Linked DNA regions of Mus musculus: all the other regions are linked to region 2. The links are chromatin contacts, called in public HiChIP or PLAC-seq maps. All regions are on one chromosome and are shown on one strand. The core of a region is the stretch at or near the end of the contact, and the rest is flanking DNA. Distances in the headings are between cores, read along the strand shown. Region 1 has its middle 25 kb from the start of Gm35333. Region 2 has its middle 19 kb from the start of Gm35143. Region 3 has its middle 30 kb from the start of A530001N23Rik.

What was found. HiChIP or PLAC-seq counts read pairs in DNA pulled down with a chosen protein or histone mark.
Region 1: a contact with region 2 is called in an H3K4me3 HiChIP or PLAC-seq map of craniofacial prominence, with 5 times the contacts expected there. The contact joins two enhancer-like sites. A contact is called at or near these places in 3 of 115 datasets of contacts at active chromatin or transcription factors (craniofacial prominence, embryonic stem cells and stem cell-derived neural progenitor cells).
Region 3: a contact with region 2 is called in an H3K4me3 HiChIP or PLAC-seq map of embryonic basal ganglia, with 3 times the contacts expected there. The contact joins two enhancer-like sites. A contact is called at or near these places in 3 of 115 datasets of contacts at active chromatin or transcription factors (astrocytes, embryonic basal ganglia and embryonic stem cells) and 1 of 9 other capture datasets (embryonic stem cells).

The regions. Positions count from the first base shown.
Region 1 is chr13:60,408,246-60,411,448 of GRCm38.p6, forward strand. No RefSeq gene overlaps it. Among named protein-coding and RNA genes, the nearest start is that of Gm35333, 25 kb to the right of the region's middle. Within about 2 kb of position 1,651, at least 98 of the 459 cell types and tissues checked have an H3K27ac peak or open chromatin away from gene starts, as enhancers often do. A contact at or near this core is called in craniofacial prominence, where this site is marked.
Region 2 is chr13:59,970,072-59,973,278 of GRCm38.p6, forward strand. No RefSeq gene overlaps it. Among named protein-coding and RNA genes, the nearest start is that of Gm35143, 19 kb to the right of the region's middle. Within about 2 kb of position 1,445, at least 67 of the 459 cell types and tissues checked have an H3K27ac peak or open chromatin away from gene starts, as enhancers often do. A contact at or near this core is called in craniofacial prominence and embryonic basal ganglia, where this site is marked.
Region 3 is chr13:60,477,500-60,480,777 of GRCm38.p6, forward strand. No RefSeq gene overlaps it. Among named protein-coding and RNA genes, the nearest start is that of A530001N23Rik, 30 kb to the right of the region's middle. Within about 2 kb of position 1,667, at least 86 of the 459 cell types and tissues checked have an H3K27ac peak or open chromatin away from gene starts, as enhancers often do. A contact at or near this core is called in embryonic basal ganglia, where this site is marked.

The sequences.
Region 1 (3,203 bases), core at 401-2,900, 440 kb after region 2:
CATCTTTGTCTCAAATGCAATAGCCATCCGTTTTCATCTATAATATCTGCTCTCTGTTGTTTTGAACACTTCGAGCATGACCTACTTCTACAATGTGACTTTTGGGGACTATACCTCCAGTCTCAGAAATGGGCCAAATGTCACTAACCTGGGCATCAAGGCACATAATCCACAGAGCCACAGAATGGGTGGAAGAAGGTGCCCGACTCACTTTTGCCAGCCAGAGACATCCCAGGAGTGAGTGAGTCCAGAAGGAAGTATCTTGCTCTTTGTCATTCTGGATGAGCTAGAGATAATGACCCTGGATTGATTATCCCTTGTTGGGGTGGGTATGAGACGCTACCTAAAAGAATAAGCAAACACTAGAGCATAGACATCTGAGCCATAGGAAAAGCGAACCTTAATGATTACACTGGAGTTCCTGAACACAGCTGGGGTTTCAGAGACAATGGATATATTCCCTTCATCCAAGGAGTTTAGGGCCTGTGGGTACCAGAGATGCTTCCTTCCATACTACAGTGGGGCAGAATTGGTCCTTCACACAGGGAAGCAGCACCTGGCAGAGGCAGAAACCCACTTAGGGAAAAAGAAGAAGGAGACCTGGGATGGTGAGGTTGTACAGGCAGGATGGCTGAGATGGCACAATTCAGGAAATGCCAGCTTCCTGGTGGTTTGAGTAGGAATGGCCCCCACAGACTTGTGTGTTTGCATGTTTGACCCATAGGGAGGGGCACTATTCAGAGGTGTGGCCTTGGAGGAAGTGTGTCACGGCAGGGGCTGGCTTTGAAGTCTCAGATGTTCAAGCTAGGTCGGGCGTGGGTCATTTGCTTTTCCTGCTGTCTGTGGATCCAGATAGAGAACTCTCGGCTCCTTCTCCAGCACCATTTCTGTCTGTCTGCCTTCCACCATGTTTCTTACACCATGACAAGGATGGACTGAACCTCTGAACTGTAAGCCAGCCCCAATTGAATGTTCTCTATAACAGTTGCTGTGGTCATGGTGTCTCTTCACAGCAATAAAGCCCTAAGGATAACACCAGGGAACAAGGGTATACAGGAAGCCAGTGGTATACTTACCAGAGGGCTGTTACTGAACACAATTCAAGAAATAGGGGGGACCCAAGGCAGGAGGCAGAGTGGGACAGACCAATAGCCGTCTTAATGGGCACCTTCAGCCAAACCAGCAGCAGGCAGTGTTCACCCTGCAAGCCCTCTGTCCCCACCCCTCTGCTTTGAACGATACCCAGAACTTTGGGATCCTGGAGTCCAGAGCAGCAGGAGATCGCTTATTCGCGTGTTCATAGCAAAATGAGCGAAAACATGGTTCATGCAGAGTCAGTATATGGGTTTTTTTGTTATTGATGTTGCTTTTTGTTTGGTTGGTTTTGTTTGTCTGTTTGTTGTTGATGGAATTAGTTACAGCCAGTCTCTCTTATCCCCATATTCCTAGTAATTCCAGGACTTGGATGGCGGGGTAGGGAGCCACAAAATTCCTCGTCATAAATCCTAGGGCCCATCCCCAACAGCCGAGGCTCAGATGCGAATCGTTTTTCATTTGGTCTCAAGTCATTTTTTGAAAGGCCTGTTTTTCATTAGGAAGGTAACTTGAGAGTCCCTGGGGGAAGGAAGGGGGTGTGCGCCAGGCAGAAGAGAGCTGATTTTCCCTTCTGACTCAGGCTTGCTCTTTCCCTGGCTCTCCTTGGTCTAAGTGCGGCCAAGCCTTTTGCAATTTATGGAGACAAAAGAAAGAGAGGGAGGGGGAGAAAGGGAGGGAAGGGAGAAATCACACATAAATCTTAGATTCCACAGCAATTTTATCGGTGTGTGTGTGTGTGTGTGTGTGTGTGTGTGTGTGTGTGTGTGTGTGTGTTTGCTTGCATATTTTCATAAAACAGGCACAGTCAAAAGGCACTGGCTTTTTTTTTTTTTTTTTTTTTGGCCACACGGGTGTCTGTCATGGGTTGAATACGTCCCAGGTGTGGCTCCTTCAGCATTCCGTGTACACATGGTTCTCATTACTGCATCCCCAAGGGCTTGGAAGCACGCGCTTCTACCTCCCCCACACAGCCACAACTGAGAACAGGCAGATGCCAACTGGAAGGGCAGTGTTAGAAAACCAGTACTGGAGATGAAGCCTGCACAGGCCTGTAAACTGCAAGCCATCTCCTACCCCACCGGGTCTCACAGGCCTTCTCTAAATGCCCATCCCTGAATCTACTGGTGACTGGACACAGAGATCCTAGGGCACAAGAGAACCAAGGCCTAAGGAGGCCACATCATATCTTCTGGTGACCACTTCATTGTCTGTCTGTGGGTCTGTGAATAAACTCATACTACTGTGATGAGAATATTTGGATTTTTAAAATGCTTTCATTTGACAATCTCTTCTCTAAAGGGCTATTTATAGTAAGCAGAGAGTTGAGGTTAGATCAAGAGCTCGGTGCTTACGAATGCTTTCTGCTCTTCCAGGGGACTTGGGTTTGGTTGCCAGCACCCAAGTCTCACAACTTCTGCTCCAGGGGACCCAGCACCATCTTCTAACATCCAGGTACTTGTGTACCTGCACAAACCCACGCACAAATGCACATGTGCACACATAACTAGGAGTAAAATTACATCTTAGTGATTCTCTTTCCTACTGTGATAATAAGGGGAAGAGAAGCAGCTCGGAGATTGTGCAAGCAGGCGGCCACGAGCCTTAATAAAGGATGCTTTGAGACTTGGGAAAGGTTCTTCTCCTCCTGCTACTTTGGCTTCCTCCTCTGGAAAACTGAGGGTTAAACCACATGATCCCTTGGCAGCCTCCACCATTGGAATACTGAGCTTCTCCTTATTGAATATAGGTCCTTAAAAAAAGAAAAGTAAAACTATAAAGATAAATGCAGGATTGACTATATAACCCTTATCCAAAAAGGTACAGGAACAGAAAGTGGGCATTGCAGTTGAACACACCTAACCCAAAGTATCAAAAGTGCAAAATGTCCCAACCTATACCGATCTTGGAAGGCTGTGTGGGTCCTCAGGACGTTTTAGGGGACTGGAGTATATTGATTTCAGATCTTCATATCAGGGCTGTTCAGCTTTAGCATTCCAGTTACAACAAAGAGAAACTACAATCTTCCATGGTCATTAAGAAAGGTAAGTCGCCATTAGAGTGGGAGTGTGGAAATGCTTTAGGCAGGTGCAGCTCACCGAAGACAGACT
Region 2 (3,207 bases), core at 195-2,694:
ACCGCTATTTCTTTTGGAGACCTGTGTTTTTCCCTTTCAGACTGTCAGGTATCAGGCACGGGTGTGGATACAGTCTCAGAGGCTGATTTTCCCATAAGGCTCATCTGGGTATGAAAAGCATATTTTATTATTTTATTTAATAGCCAAGGAGTTCAACAGCACAGATATCAGGAATTTCAACAGCTGTTTAGGAGCCAGGCCAGGTTCTGAACCTAGGACTGCATGACTCCAAATCTAACAGCACAAGAAGCTCTGCTAGTGAAAAAAGACTCACTATGTGTCCAAGGAGTGAGAAATATGTTTGTTGTTTCTAAAAGTCCTGAGATCTCCTTCCTGCTCCTTGGAAACCCTCGACTCCAGTGAGGTAGCTCCCCTTGCTCAGTTACCTGGGTGCTTCCTATAGGGACATGGATTTTCTCACTGTAACCCAGCACCGCAGGCTTTCAACCTTGCTAGATCTCTACAGTGAACCCCACTCTCCTCCAAGTACACAGAGCATCTTAGTTCTGAGTCACTCAACAACTGAATGCACAGGATGTCTGTCCACCTGGGCTTGCCAGGATATAGAGCTGAACATCTACGCCACGGACGCGCAGTAAGGAGCAGCTTGCCTGGCCGGATCTCCCCTACAGGCCCACAAGGCTGGAGCAGTTAGCAGTTCTTTCCTAGGTCCCTTTGGGGCATGACAGGGAAGTGAAGCTCTCTAGTTAGCTGTTTTCCAGGGCCTTTGGAGTTTCTTGCTTCCTTTTTCTTGATTTTGGTCTTTTTAGAGAAATCCCTCACTCTCTGCAGGAGCCAGCACCACTGAGGCACAGGCCAATAGAGGTGCTGGGCTCATTAACAAGGATTCAGTTTGGCTGAATATGCAAACGAAATTTCGGTGCTAGCAGGTTGGCTTTACCCTTCAGTTCTGCGGTTGTTTTTTTTAAGGCTCAAGTTTCTGATGCTGCCCTGTGATCCTCTGCTCCCCGAACCCACACTCCAGTTCCCCCAACCTCTCTACCCCGTTCCCCCGCCCCACCCCCACTGTGTTCCTTCCCACCCTGTGGCTCTCACCTTTGTTTTCCTTCCCCCCTCTCCCCACCTTTTCTCTCTTTAAGGGCAAAAAACAACTTCTCAGTGCGTGCCTGTCAAACTTTTTGGCCCTTAGGCTGAAAATCTTTTGGGTTCTTAAAAGTCCTGCCCTTCCCCACTGCTCACGCCCCCTCCTCCCCCTTCCAGGCTGGCTGGTTCCAGGACACTCCGTAGCCTCACCCCCACGCCAGCACGCAGTCTGATGTGGACCAGGTTGGACTGGATCTGGGGGCCTAATTACCACACGAAAATTAAAGAGGGGCAGCGACTGCTTTTAAACACTTAACAAAAGCGGTTCTCACCTGGCGAGTCCAGGAGTTTGTGCTGAGGCCCGAGCATAAGGCCCTCTGGCACTACCCTCTTTGTGTTTGATTTGCAAACCAGAAAGCACACGCCTCCATATGCATAATTGGATCCTCACGGTCTCCGCCTCAATGTGGCCGGGCAGTAGAAGTTTATTTATCCAGTGCCCATTCAAAGAAAAGCTGACGGAACACGAAAACTCCCACTTTGCCGTAGGATTAGATACTATGAAGTATTCCTCCCCCGGACTCTTTCAAAGATTTTTTTTTTTCCTAAATCTGCTTGGGAAGAAAAAGTAAATTGCCAGAAGTGAGATTAGTGGGGTATATTGTTCTTAGAGACAATGGCGTCTTTATGGCTCGGCTGGTATGAGCTCCCTGCTTCAAAAAAAATACCAGGGCTGGAGGTGTGGGGGTTCTTAATTGCCTACATCTGATCAACTGTCGGCAAAAAAAAGAGAAGAAAGAAATCTCTCTCATTCAGCTCTGCGCTAGCCTGGACCGAGTCCACTTGCTAATCAGTGTTTAATGAGGATGCTACTGGCCCTGTTGTACTTGCCTGCTGCGGCCACTAAGGTCCCTGGCCTCCTGTTTGTGCGGGGAGCCCTTGAGTCCTGCCACCCCACGAAGCAGGATGCAGGCTGCGATGGAAAAGTCCCGGCTTGGAGAAGTTAATTAAATTTAGGCCCTGGGCATTCCAAGTCACCGGAACCAAGGGTGGGAAGCCTCACCCACTGGCACACGGAGCTCTGAATGGCCGCACTCGGTGGTGGTAGCTGGGCTTCTGTGTGTCCCATTGCCAGCTCTCAACCCTGGGAATTATGTCCCCCTTCCCTCCACTGCACAGAATGAAAAGGCCAGCAGGACCTGGAACTGGGCACAGGCTCGAGAAGTGGGTGGGGGGTAAGAAGTTTCTGGAAACCGGTGATTCGACATCAATGTATCAGTCTCCCGGAGGTCCAGATGGGGTGCCACACACTGGCAGGGAATAGGGAGGTGCTGTTGAAAGACCAATTTGCTCTTTGAGTTACATTCTCATTGGTTCAAAAAAGATATAGCTTAAGCAAACAGTGGCCCGTTAGCTGAGCTAGCTACTCTTTTAGAAAAAAATTTGCCCCATAATCTCTACGGAAGGGACTGACAATGGCCGTGGTCTTGATGAAGATGCTGTGGCTTGCTGGCATGCTCTGGGGTTCAGAGAGGCCAGGAATCAGTAGAACACCCCCTCTCAGCTGTTTATGTATTCATTCATGATCAGCAAAGGTGTGAGGTAGGAAGGCCATGAAGGCCATGAAGGCCATGAAGGCCAGCAAAACATGAGGGTTAGCATGCTAGGGGTTCTCTGAAACCACGTGCCTTCTGAGGGGGAGTGCAGAGCCACAAATGACCCGTTGCTATTGGATATACATGTATGTCGTTGCTAGTTGTATTTGCTAGTTGTATATACAACCCAGGTTTTATATACATTTTTAGAACCCAGAGTCCCTTCCTCCTCTCCTCTCCCTTTCTTTCTCTGAGTGCTGCTTGCCTCTCCAGTTCTGTGATGTGTCCAACGTATTCTAGGCGCTCAACAAATGTGTATATGTAATTTAAAATAAAGTTAAAAATTTGAACTGTGCCGTGAGACGCTTAGGGATTCCCTGCAGTTGTTCGAAACACCCGTGTGCTTGGCTCTTTCTCGCAGTGATCAAGTCTTACGAAACTTTGAAACAATGTTGCACCAAGGGTCCTGACACTGATAGATAGACTCAATGCATAGAATGCGTTCATCAGAGTTCTTTGCTTTGCTCTCTTAAGAGACACACCTGGGATCCCCCTGTTCTCCTTCTCC
Region 3 (3,278 bases), core at 417-2,916, 510 kb after region 2:
GACTTGAAACTATAAAACCTGGATCTTCTTCATACCATAGACTGTACTCATCAGACAGATGTTCCAAGATTCCCAGTGGATGCCCCAAACCTTGAATGCTACCAAACCCTTACATACCAGGTTTCCCTCTATATATACACACATGTACAAAGCTTAAATAGAACAGTACTATCGCCCATTCATGAAACTTACATTAATATGACCCCAGTCTCTTGAAAGAGATAAGACAATATCGGGATGATGAGGACTGCAGACTTGTAAATGAGACAGACCACTGGGCAGCTCCTTCTTTAATTCTTGTGTTTGATTCCTGTGCCTCATGAGAAAAACCGTCATCATCTTTGTTTTACAAAACTGAATGTACCTGCTGCCTGTAACATAATGTTTTAAAGAGTATCTTGTGGCGTGACTCACCTGGCTAATTAACATATATAGTGTGCCTTGTGTTGCTTTCTATTTGTGGCGAGAACATGTAACACACGGGTTCCTTAGCATTTTCCAAGAACACATTACAGAGCTGGGTATGACTCCATGGCAAAACATTTGCTTAGCGTATTCTTAGTTCCAGGGTCAAGAACTGAGAACAGAATGTTGTCCAGGTAAGGTAGTACAAACCCACTAAAGGAGGGCTCCTTCTGGTTACAAGGGGGGCATCTCTGGCCTGCGTGGAGACCTAACATTTCGGTTAGCCTGTGTCAATCACCTAGCCAAGGGACCACCCTTCAGGAAGGCCATGTCACCCCTGGGATTCCCAAGATCCCACCCCTAGCTGCATGTCGCTTTATAAGTCTATCTGCTTTCTGAATCATTCAGAAAATCCTAGCTTCCCCTCCTCATTTCTGTCTCATGTCTTAGGATGCTTTGCCAGCACTTTGGGCTTCTTCAACATTGTGGTCTGCCTTACTCTTTTTCTAAAGCCTCCCTCTCTGCCATGTGGCTGCTTGTCCACATGGCCAACCGTGGTTTTCCCTTTCTCTCCTCAAGTCTTCTCCTCTCTGAAGATGCAGAGGTGACAGCTTGCCTGCTCGAAAGGGATGCTCTCTTAAACCCTGGTAAAACTGTCTCAAAGCCGTATGTGTTCATCCATTCTTAAAGTTTTAAAGGTTTTGAAAACCATGCGCAGGGCTATTTTGCCTGGATCTGTGTCTCTGTCTCACTTCAGCGTTTGGTACGCACAGGGGCTAGAAGAGGGGTCAGAGCCCTTGGAATCTGAGTTACAGACAGTTGTGAGCCATTATACACGTACTGAGACTCAAACCTGGATCCTCAGCTCCCAGTGCTCTTAACCACAGAGCCACTTCCTCGGCCCCCTTTTAAATTATTTTATTAAAGAGACTAAACGCCCCAAAGTACCATCTGGTAACCAAAGAGAGGCTTCCCAAATGCCAGTAACAATAGTTGGACACACCATACTCCTTACCACAGTCTTCGAGTTACCATGCGCAACGGTTCTGTTCACATGTTCACATGTAAGATTTCCATACTCGCCACTGATTTTCTGAACATCGGTGAACTCTAAGGGTATTCCTGAATGTAGTCTGGGAGAAACCGAGTCATCATTACACTTTGACTTTATAATAAGAAATCAAACTTCTGGGGCACCTGCTCTGCAGGACCATCGTCCATCTCCGATTTATAATACTGTTGTCCATAAGATGGGGCCAAAGAGCCACAAAGCGTAACACCCCTCTGGAAGAACCAGGCTGCTTCAAGGGCTAAATCCCTCCATTTTCTGGAAAAAAAAAAATGTGACAGAGATGGGGTGGGGCGGGGTGGGGGACCCCTGAACTTGGCTCCCGTGGGTCTGTCTGTCTTTCCTGTTTCTACCACCCAACTGACAGTCCACAAGGGTGAAAATGGATACGGAAACTGTTTCACCTGGAAGGATTTCTGCCAATTTTTTAAACACAGAGAACCACAGAGAAAGTAAACGAAGAGGCTCCAATGCGCGAACAACTGTCAGTGGTATTTACGAGGGAATAAAGCTCCGGCCATCACAAAAACCCAGATTGCCAGAGCTCTTGATCGCCGGTTTTAATCAAAATGCAGCCAGCTGCCTGTGTTTAATGTTAATTGTGGAGTTCTGTATCTCAGCCAATCACTGCACTTCTGAGCTGGCACCGTGACAAAAACAAGCCAGACACCAAATTCTTATCCTGACTCATTTGGCTGAGGTGGGGTAGGGTGGGGTGGGGAGGGGTGGGGTGTAAATCACTTACAGGTCTGGTCAGTGTTGGTATGAAGGACTTAGCTGGTTTTGTAATGCTAAACAACCTCTATGCCTGACATTTTCTTTCCGTCTTCAAGATGCACCTGCAGTGCAGTTAGAAACCTACAGAACCCGCAGTTCGCACTTCCTGCTACCAAAAGGCCATGTAGCATCTTCGTGAGATAATGTTTTTATGTTGGGGTCCACTATTGCCCAGAGAAGCTGCTTTGCTTTGTAGCTTCCTCTACTCCCTGACCAGTGCCCTGGGTTGTAATTTAGAGAAGTTTCCCTTTTCTCTCAGATTGCTTAACACTCCAAGCACCCAGCCAATCCCCACCCCCACCCCCACCCCCACCCAGCGGGAGGGGTACCTCTGGTCTGGAAGGTAAGCAATGCAGATGAGCTGGAGTGAATGGAAATGTCCAGCAAGAAAAATAGAACCCCTTTCCAACTTCCCACAGTCCTGTCCTCTCTCCTCATCTCCATAAATGGTTGGTGAAATAGATGTCTTCCTGACAGTCTCTAAAGGAGCTGCGGGTTTCTAGAGTTACCTCAGGCACGTGGTGAGTGCACAACGAAACCTTCTACAGCCTTGAGCCGGACTCAAAGAGATCTGACAATGCAAAGACAGTGTCAGTGATTGGCCGCGATGCTTAGCAACTAGTTTGTCCCTCTCTGGTCTTTTACATATAGACTGTAGTTAATATTTAAACAAATGTAAGCAGACCCACGGGTTGATTAAATTAAGTCTTCTCCAGCTCGATTTACATAACTTGCAGTAATCAGAACGGGGAGAGAGAGAAAGTGGAACTGGGCAGAGAGGTACACTTTGCAGTCGTTTGGAATCAGGAGTAATTGCAGCGAGCTTCTAAGTTCTGCTGTTATTGAAGGAAGGCCCAATTGGCTGAGGCTAACTGTAATCTCAAAATATTAACAGATGTGAGTTGCTGAGCTGGCAAGTTAAAGTCTTAGATAAACAAGCAGGAAAATTATAAACAAGAAGAAAGAAAAGCTGGGTTAAAGACCTGAAAACCTCATGGAGATTCACCGTGCCACTGGGTTCTAGCCT